Linked DNA regions of Oryctolagus cuniculus: regions 2 and 3 are each linked to region 1. Evidence: chromatin contacts called from public Micro-C data. All regions are on one chromosome and are shown on one strand. The core of a region is the stretch at or near the end of the contact, and the rest is flanking DNA. Distances in the headings are between cores, read along the strand shown. Region 1 overlaps LOC127488219 (a long non-coding RNA gene). Region 2 holds the start of SNRPA (small nuclear ribonucleoprotein polypeptide A). Region 3 holds the start of LOC100354078 (cytochrome P450 2F5).

Region 1 (2,700 bases), core at 76-2,575:
CGGGCCAGGACCCCGCAGTCGGAGGAGTTGCCCGCCCGCTCCCAGCGGTGCCCCTGGCGCCCGTGTCGCCGCCCCGCGCCTGCTTTCACTCCCTCCCGTCTGGGTCCGTGTGACCCTCCCGTGGACTGTCCACTCCGGCAGAGCAGAGACCACGGGCTCTCGAGGGCCCAGAATGGAGCCGGCACACAGTGCTGCTCGGTGAAACGCTTTAGCGTGGCCGGGCCTGGTTCCGGGGGCAGAGCCGGCAGCACTCGGGGCTGACACTGGGCCTGAGCTGTGACGCCCGCCTCCACGTGCGCCGGTTCGAGCCCTGCTGCTCCACGTCCGACCCAGCTCCCTGCTGTGGCCTGGGTAGGCAGCGGAGGACGCCCGGCTCCCGGGCCCCTGCCCACGCGTGGGAGCCCGGGATGGAGTCCAGACTGTTGGGGCCATCTGGGGAGTGCGCCAGTGGACGGAAGACCTCTCCCTAACTCTGCCACTCCGACAAACACACTGCACATCCAGAAAACGCGAGCACAAGACCCGCGCCCAGCCCGGGCTGCAGGGCTGCAGGGGCGCCGAAGCCCCCCAGATCTCAGGGTGACAGGGGCGAACGCACGAGGCAGTGACGGCGCGGCTCGCGCTGGCGACTCGGGACCATCCCGGCCCAGCGTGGGCGGCGGGAGGACGCCCGAGGCGGCGGCGGCTGACCCCGGGCTGACCAGGGCTCTCCGCCCGCCCCGCCGCCTCTCCTCAGCCGCGGCCACACGGGGGCGCCCTTCTCCCGCGCCTCCAGCCGCCGCGGGGCCTCGCAGGGCCGGGGGCGGTGGGTCGCGCGCGGGCGTGGCCCCTTACGACCCGAGGGCCGCCGCCCGCGCCCGCGGCGACAGGGGTGGCCCGGGCCCCGCGCAGGCGGCGGAAGCAGCGGCCCCGGGAGCCCCGCGCGGCGCGGTGGGTGGGCGGTTGGCGCCGGCCGCAGCCCTGCGTGGGCCGCCGGGGTAGGGGGCGGGGCTCGCGGACAACCAGGCGGGGCGGGGCTTCTGGGGGCGGGGCCTTGCGGGCAGCTGGGGGCGGGGCTCTGGCGGGGCGGGGCCCTGAGCGGGGACAAAGCGGCCTCGGGGCCTGGGGAGGCGGCGCGGCGCGTGGCGCTAGGTGGGACCCGGGTCCGCCCGCAGGACGAGGGCGTCCACTCCGGGCTTCCGTGAGGTTTACTCCCCGTCTGAGGCTTCCGGGAAGGCAGGCGCTCCACGGAGGGCCGGAGTCTGCACCAGGAGTGGGGGGTCCTTCTGGCCAAGGGGGCTGGGGGCTCCCACAGGCGTCTGTGGGGGCTGCGCAGAGGTCAGGGCGAGGGCGGGCCGGGTGGGTGGTCCGGGCTGTGCTGCGGTCCCAGCGCCGCATCTGCCCAGCAGCGCGGGCCCTCTGTCCCCGCCCCAGGGCGCTGCTCCCCTGTCTTCCTGCCAGTTTGAGGAGAGCGCTTGGGGTTCCCTCTTCCTGCCTGGCCCTGGCTGTGCGGGAAGGAGGAGGCTAAGGCAGCTCAGAGCCCCCCCCCTCCCCCGCCACTGCCCACCGGAGCACAGACCCGCGGCTGGGTAGCAGCTTCCCTGGGTGGGCAGGGCTTGCAGGATCCAAGGGGTAGGGACGCCCCCCACTCAGCTGGAAACCTAGGCTCCAGGAGCCAGGAGCTTCCGGGTCTCCCACGCGGGTGCAGGGGCCCAAGGACTTGGGCCATCTTCTACAGCTTCCCCAGGCCATTAGCAGGCAACTGGATCGGAAGTGGAGCAGCCGGGACTCGAAACGGCGCCCATATGGGATGCTGGCACTGTAGGTGGCTGCTTTACCCGCTGCGCCATAGCACCAACCCTTTTTGCGTTTTTTTAAAAAACGTTAATTTTTATGTATTTGAGAGGCAGAGCTCCCCCTCCTCTGGTTCACTCCCCAAATGCTAGCAATGGCTGGGAGCAGGAAGCTCAATCCAGGCACCCGGTTACTGGAGCTGCCCCTGCTGCCTCCCCGGCAGGCCGGAGCCGGAGCCAGGACTTGAACCCAAGCCCTGTGCCGTGGGAGGCAGGCGTCTTAACGGCGGGGTCGAGCGCCCACTTCCAAACCCGAGGCTGCTTTCTCACAGCCTGATGCTTAGTGACTGTCCCGGAAGTCAGCCAGACGCGAGATTTGACCCCCAGCTCCCCCCGCAAACATGACCGTGACCTTGGGCCAGTGACTCAACTTGCCCATCTACCACCTGGGGCCAGAGCACTGGTCACCTCATTTTAACGAGCTACAAAGAATTACACATAGGATGTTTCCCTTTTAAAATGTGTTTTATAGATTCTGTCAAGGAACCCAAGAAACAATAGACTTCAGATCCATGTGCCACCCCGTCCGGGGGACCACCTGGGTTACCAGACCCGCAGCTGGCGAGGCGAGACCTTGGCAGCTCCCTCCCAAGGCAGGTCCACGCCGTCTGATTAAAGTGTTGACAAGGAACTGATCGGCAGTTTATAGTTCGTCTTTTTCACACCTCGGCTCTGGCTCCATGAGTCACAGAATCAGGTGACTCATCCTGGCCGGCCGCATCACCCACCTGCCAGGCGCCGGGCCCGCCGCACCTGCGCCCCCGGCCGCACTCAGAGGCTGCGGCCACCGCGTGCCCCCTCCACACACACACACACCCCGTCTCCCCAAGGGCACCGTTATAGTCTTCCTTTATTGGCTGTCCTTATA
Region 2 (2,700 bases), core at 144-2,643, 67 kb after region 1:
GAACCATCCAGCCATTTTCATCTCCAGGAAATGGGAATGGGGGCGGGGACAGGTGGCGGCGTGCGGTGCAGGTGCAGGTGCATGTGGGGCCCGGGGGCCCTACCGGTCCTTGTGCAGCTTCAGGAGCCTCCTGGCGTCTTCTCTGGCCTTGGGGACTGGGCCGGCCTTCGCCAGGGCCTCCTGCAGGAGCCGGCTCTTCTCTAGGCCGAAGACACGAGGAGGAGCCATCCCCACGGCAGCGGCTGGCGGAGGCGGCGGCGGCGGCAGCGGAATGGGGGCCTGGAGGCCGCGGGGAGGGGCTGGGAGAGCCCCGTCCAGCGGACTCAGGGGTGGGGGAGGAGGTGCAGGGGCTTTTGGAGGAGGGCTGGGGGGCTCTAGGATAGGAGCCCCTGGGGCGGCCATCTTGGGGTCTGCGGGAGGAGTTGAGGATGGGAGAGGAAGACTCTTCCCCAAGATCTTGGAGATGCCGATCATAAAGGTTTTGGAGTTGCGCTCCGGAGTTTGGGGGCCGAGCAGTGGGTTAGCAAAAATCCAGGGCTAAAATGTGAACCCATGGAGGCGGGGATTGGGGCTCACTCAGAGGAACGCCGTTACTAACTGGGAGAGCAGACGTGTGCCCTGGGGCTGTGCAGGGCTCCTGCGGGGCAAGTTGGGAGTTAACGCTGAGAGGGACGCGACAGGGTCAGCATTCGGATATTAAAGCCAAGACCTGGCGTGAGGCGCCCACAGGTGAGGCTTTAGGGCCCAGGGCTGGCCTGGGGCAGCTCAGGTTCGGTCCTGCTCACACCCCAGGCCCCACCTCGGTTAGAGGTCAAGAGGTCAACCCGGAAGGGAAAATGGCCTTGCCGCGGCGCAGATGCCGGGATTAGCAACAGGAAAAGTTTGTGTGCTGGAGAAAGCTCCGAGATGGGAGGCCGGAGGAAGCCGAGATACCGCCAGGATAGGGAAGCGAGCTTAAGAAGCAAAACGCGCCTTTCCGGCGCGCAAAATGGCGGCCTCGGCACACTGCCGTCCCCATATCACGTGTAGCATCCGCACCAAGCCCCGCCCCTGTAGCGATGACGCTATAAGGTGTAAGGCTGTGAGGAAGAGGTGGGGTTTCCAAAGGCCCGCCTCCGGAAGAGACTGCTACGGGTGCCGCGTCCCTATTGGCAAGAAGCTCGTGACCGTCGCTGATTGGTCCGTAGATCCAGGCGCAGAGGAAGGCAGCGGGCCGGGGGCGGGCCTTCTGCCGAAGCGGGAACCCGAGTGTCATCTTGATTGGCAGGAGCTGAGCCCAGGGACGACCCTTACTCTGATTGGTCTACCTACCAAATTTCCGCCCTGGTATTGGCTTATAGAAAGGCAAAGGCGGGGCTGGGAGGGGAAGTTTTGTGGTCTGATCTGAGGAGCGCAGCAGGCGCCGCTTGTGGGAGCCGCAGCCCTATCAGTGAGTAGCCATGGGTCTGGGCGGCCGTCGGCAACAGGTGGCCGGTGCGCTTGGCCTGGTGGTTTTCCATGTTTGGTCTGGGGAAACTTTCTCGCTGTGCGAGGTCAAGGACCTCAAATCCGTCCCGCCCCTAACCGCCTCTTACATCCGGGTTTTTTCCTCCTCACCAACGTTTGGGCGCGTAGGCCAATGGGAATCGCCCCTTAGGGCGTCCCGCCTACTGGGTCGCGCAGAGCCTGCTGGGACTTGTAGTAAACCCCTGGCGGTTTCCCCTCAGCACGCGGGCAGAAGCGGAGTCCTGCGCACGCTTTGTTGCCCAGGCTGCGCCTCCATCGTCTCCCCGCTGGCGCCTCGCCTCATCTTCCGTTTTGGAGGGAAGATTCCTGAACGGGCCGTTCAGTCAGCCTTGAGACGAGGGAGTAGGGGAAGCCCCGGGCTTAGGTCCTCTTTTTCCTCCTCTCAGCCCTCGCTTGGCGCCTCGCCCCATGGCAGTTCCCGAGACCCGCCCCAACCACACCATTTATATCAACAACCTCAATGAGAAGATCAAGAAGGATGGTGAGTGATCGGGGTGCTGGGGGTTGGGCTGTCCCGCGTGAGCTGCGTCCTCTCCCTCGCTCAGCCTTCGCCGGACCTGGCTCCGTGTCGTGAACGCTCTGCCCTTGGACCTGGCCGTCTTCCCCCTCTCGGGACTCCTCTTCCAGGAAGCCCTTCCCTGTCTCTCCTCAGGCGGCTGCCACTACTTCCCATAGGCCCCCGGGCGTGCCCCATCAAGCCCTGATGTTACGGACTTTCATGGGGCTGGCAACACTTGTAGCAGGGGCATCCACGTTGCCTAAGTCCCAGTTGTCAGACTAGGACACTGGGGCTCTAAAATGGAGGGCGGGAGAGGCGCAGGGAGAGAGAGCTTCCATCCTCTGGTTCGCTGCTCAGACAGCCGGGCCCGGGCCAGGTTGAAGCCTAGCCCGGGCACTCCAGCCGGGTCTCCCACGCAGGTGCAGGGGCCCGAGTACGTGGGGCATCTTCCATGGTCATCCCAGCGCGTTAGCAGGGAGCTGGACCACAAGTGTAGCAGCTGGGACGCAGCCAGGATGCTGGCGTTGTAGGCGGCACCAGAACACCACCGCCAGGCCAGAATTAGGAGTTAGCATGGCTTCCTTGTTCCCGGGTCCGGGTAGTGTGGCACAGTTGTCCCAGTTAGTGAGCCACACTCAAGCCCCCCTAGTTTTGATAGCCAGACTCCCTCTGTGGGCCCGCCTCTCCCAGCCTCT
Region 3 (2,700 bases), core at 161-2,660, 110 kb after region 1:
GAAGACCACGGAACAGATAACGTTGGCTACAGCGTTGTCCAGTAGCTGCCGGGGGTTGAGCGGGGCCCCTGGAAGGTGGGAACAGGGCGGGGCGGGGGGTCGGAACCCAGCCTCCGTGTGCTTTCCAGCTTTGTTCCACCCTAGGGCCCGCCCACCCCAGGCCCTTTGTTTTGTTTTCCCTGCTGCACCTGCGGTGGCTTGAAATTCATCAAGCAGACAAACTGCTTCCTCCAGGACGCGCTCCTCGATGGTCCGCGTCCCCACCCCGAACTCCTTCAGGGCCCCGAGGGTAAAATTGCGCAGGGTCCGCCAGCGCTGCCCATTGGAGAACAGGATACCTGCGGGGCGGGGCGGCAGGAGGGGGCGGGCCTGCGTTGGCCACGCCCCTGGGCCCCACCTCCCGGAGCCGGCTCTGGGATCCTTTGCTCTGCTCCCTCGCCCGGCTTGGTTGGCGGCTTTCTCCGCCTTGACCACGCCTTTGCTACTTTGATCCCTGCCTGGTGCGGGCTCTCTCTTAGGCTCTTACTGGCTGCACGAGGAAGCTGGGTTCCGTCCTAGGCTGATCGCCACCCGCGCTCTCTTAGGCCCCTCCGCGTCTGCCTGACTCCACCCTTTATGGGCCCGCCCTTCCACCTTGCACCGCAGTGGCCTCACCGTTTCTGCGAGTGAAGCGTTCAAAGACGGCCATGGCCCCGCGGCCGGAGAAGGTGTCCGCCTGCAGCACCAGCGCGTCCCGCAGTGCCGCGTAGCTGCACAGCACTACTGCAGGGCGCGGGCCCAGCCACACTGTGAACACCGGGCCCCAGCGGCCGGAGAGCTACAGGGAACCAGGGCTCAGCGGCTCCTGATCCCAGCTCCCCGACCCCTCTTCTTCTGAACCTTGAAGTCAGGCCCCCAACACCCTGCACCCGCAGAACCGGGCCCTCAGCCTTTGCCCCCCCACCTCGCTTTCTTTCTCCACCTGAATTAACCACCCCGGGCTCCTTGTCCATCACAGCCCAGGTGTTCAGGCCCACCAGCTGCACCCCCCACCCCAGTCTCCAGGAAGAACGGGGTCGGAGCCCTCAACTTAGTTCAGGGCACCAGCAGTCCTAGCTCCTGGCCCCACTTCCAGCACCCCAGGAATCTGTCCGGGCTACCTCCATGAGTGCACGGTCCAGGCGCCCAGACTCCAGCTGCAGCAAGTTTCCCAGCAGTGGGAGAGGTGTGGGCCCCGGAGGTAGGGGCCCCGGCGTCCGAGCGCGGCGCGTACCGCAGCCCCACCATGCCAGCGCCAGCACCAGCGCCAGGAGCAGCAGTGCTGTGACACAGGTGAGCATGCTGCCTGTGACCCTGTGTGCATCCCTTCATGCCTATTTGATTTCCACGGGGTCTTGGGCGGAGCAGGGGCGGAGAGCCCACGCGGGAGTGGTGGGTTCCCAGCTCCACCCCACCCCTCAAGCCATGCTGCTCTTAAGGCCTGGCTCCCCCTGGCTTGCCCATGCCTGCCTCAGCTTGCCCGTGTGTGCCTGGCAATTGGAGCACATGCATACGGCTGGCTGGTAGGGGTGCCCTCTTGAGCCCTAGCCCATCTGGCTGGCCCGTGGGCCTGTACGCGCAGTAGGCTGCCCACCTCTGCCTCCTGACGCCTCGGCACCCTCTAGAACCCCCCCACTCCGCCCCAGGCCCGGGACTCCCGGGGCCTCACACCTGAGCCCGTGCCGCTTGTTGCCCTGGGAACCCTGTGTGCTGCACCTGCCCTGCAGGGCCTGCGCAAACCCACCAGCCTCTTGGTGCCATCAGCCTGGGACTTCGTTTCTGGCCTTAGGACTGCTGGATGCCTTCCCCTAGGTTGGCCCCTGTGCCTTCAGACCCGGCCTTGACTCCTGCCATCTCTGCTCCCAGTTGAGCCCCGGATGTCCCACGTCCATGCCTCTGCACCCCTGGTCTCAAAGCCCCACAGTGGGCACCCCTAGCCGAGGGCAGGCAGGCTCAGGCCTCGGGTAGCCCAGACCCTAGAGGCCCAGGCCGGACCCGGGGTGGAGGTGGGGCTGAGCGGGATGTAGATTGTTATGGAATGCAGCCCGCCCTCCCTGCCTTGCCAGCGCCAGTGTTCCTCCAGGTGCCTGGCTCTGGGCCCAGCCTGGGGAGAAGTGGGGGCCACGCGGGGCCTGAGGAGGAGCTTGGTCAGGCAGCGTCTGCGTCTCCTCTCTCGGCGCTTCCCTCCTCTGATCCTGCTCCTCCGCCCCCGCACTGCGTCCCAGCTGCTGCTCTCCGGACTCCACTTCGCTGTCTTTGCCTCTGTTCATGTCTCTTTTTTTCAAGCACTGACTTATTTGTTAATGAATTTTCATTTTATTTGAAAGGCAGCAAGACAGAGAAAGACAGACATAGAAGACAGAGGTCCTTCCATCTGCTGGTTCACTCCCCGAATGGCTGCAATGACCAGGGTTGGGCCAATCCAAAGCCAGGAGCCAGGAGCTTCTTCCAGGTCTCCCACATGGGTGCAGAGGCCCAAGGACTTGGCCCGTCTTCTGCTGCTTTCCCAGGCCATAGCAGAGAGCTAGATTGGAAGTGGAGCAGCTGGGACTTGAACTGGTGCCCATAGGGGATGCCGGCACTGCAGGCGGCGGCTTTACCCACTACACCACAGCGCCGGCCCCTCCAAGTGGCATCTTAATGGCTCCGCCAAATGCCCACCCCTCTGTTTTCTGTCTCTCT

What was found. A called contact is a pair of places that touch in the nucleus more often than the background predicts.
Region 2: a contact with region 1 is called in a Micro-C map of ear pinna, with 4 times the contacts expected there. The contact joins the promoter of SNRPA here to the enhancer-like site in region 1. A contact is called at or near these places in 3 of 6 Hi-C or Micro-C datasets (ear pinna, psoas muscle and an unstated tissue).
Region 3: a contact with region 1 is called in a Micro-C map of ear pinna, with 2.4 times the contacts expected there. The contact joins the promoter of LOC100354078 here to the enhancer-like site in region 1. A contact is called at or near these places in 3 of 6 Hi-C or Micro-C datasets (ear pinna, psoas muscle and an unstated tissue).

The regions. Positions count from the first base shown.
Region 1 is chr18:13,732,831-13,735,530 of mOryCun1.1, reverse strand. It overlaps LOC127488219 (a long non-coding RNA gene), which reads left to right. Exons shown (of 2, transcript XR_007915777.2): 2 at 2,305-2,700. It overlaps NUMBL (NUMB like endocytic adaptor protein), which reads right to left. Exons shown (of 10, transcript XM_070062191.1): 10 at 2,665-2,700. Among named protein-coding and RNA genes, the nearest start is that of NUMBL, 20 kb to the right of the region's middle. Within about 2 kb of position 1,325, at least 3 of the 8 cell types and tissues checked have an H3K27ac peak or open chromatin away from gene starts, as enhancers often do. A contact at or near this core is called in ear pinna, where this site is marked.
Region 2 is chr18:13,666,190-13,668,889 of mOryCun1.1, reverse strand. It overlaps SNRPA (small nuclear ribonucleoprotein polypeptide A), which reads left to right and starts at 1,393. Exons shown (of 7, transcript NM_001082160.1): 1 at 1,393-1,429; 2 at 1,893-1,987. The coding sequence starts at 1,915. ACTMAP (actin maturation protease) reads right to left here and starts at 1,058. Exons shown (of 6, transcript XM_002722317.5): 1 at 104-1,058. The coding sequence starts at 474.
Region 3 is chr18:13,624,507-13,627,206 of mOryCun1.1, reverse strand. LOC100354078 (cytochrome P450 2F5) reads right to left here and starts at 1,410. Exons shown (of 8, transcript XM_070062195.1): 1 at 1,140-1,410; 2 at 655-817; 3 at 1-68. The coding sequence starts at 1,319.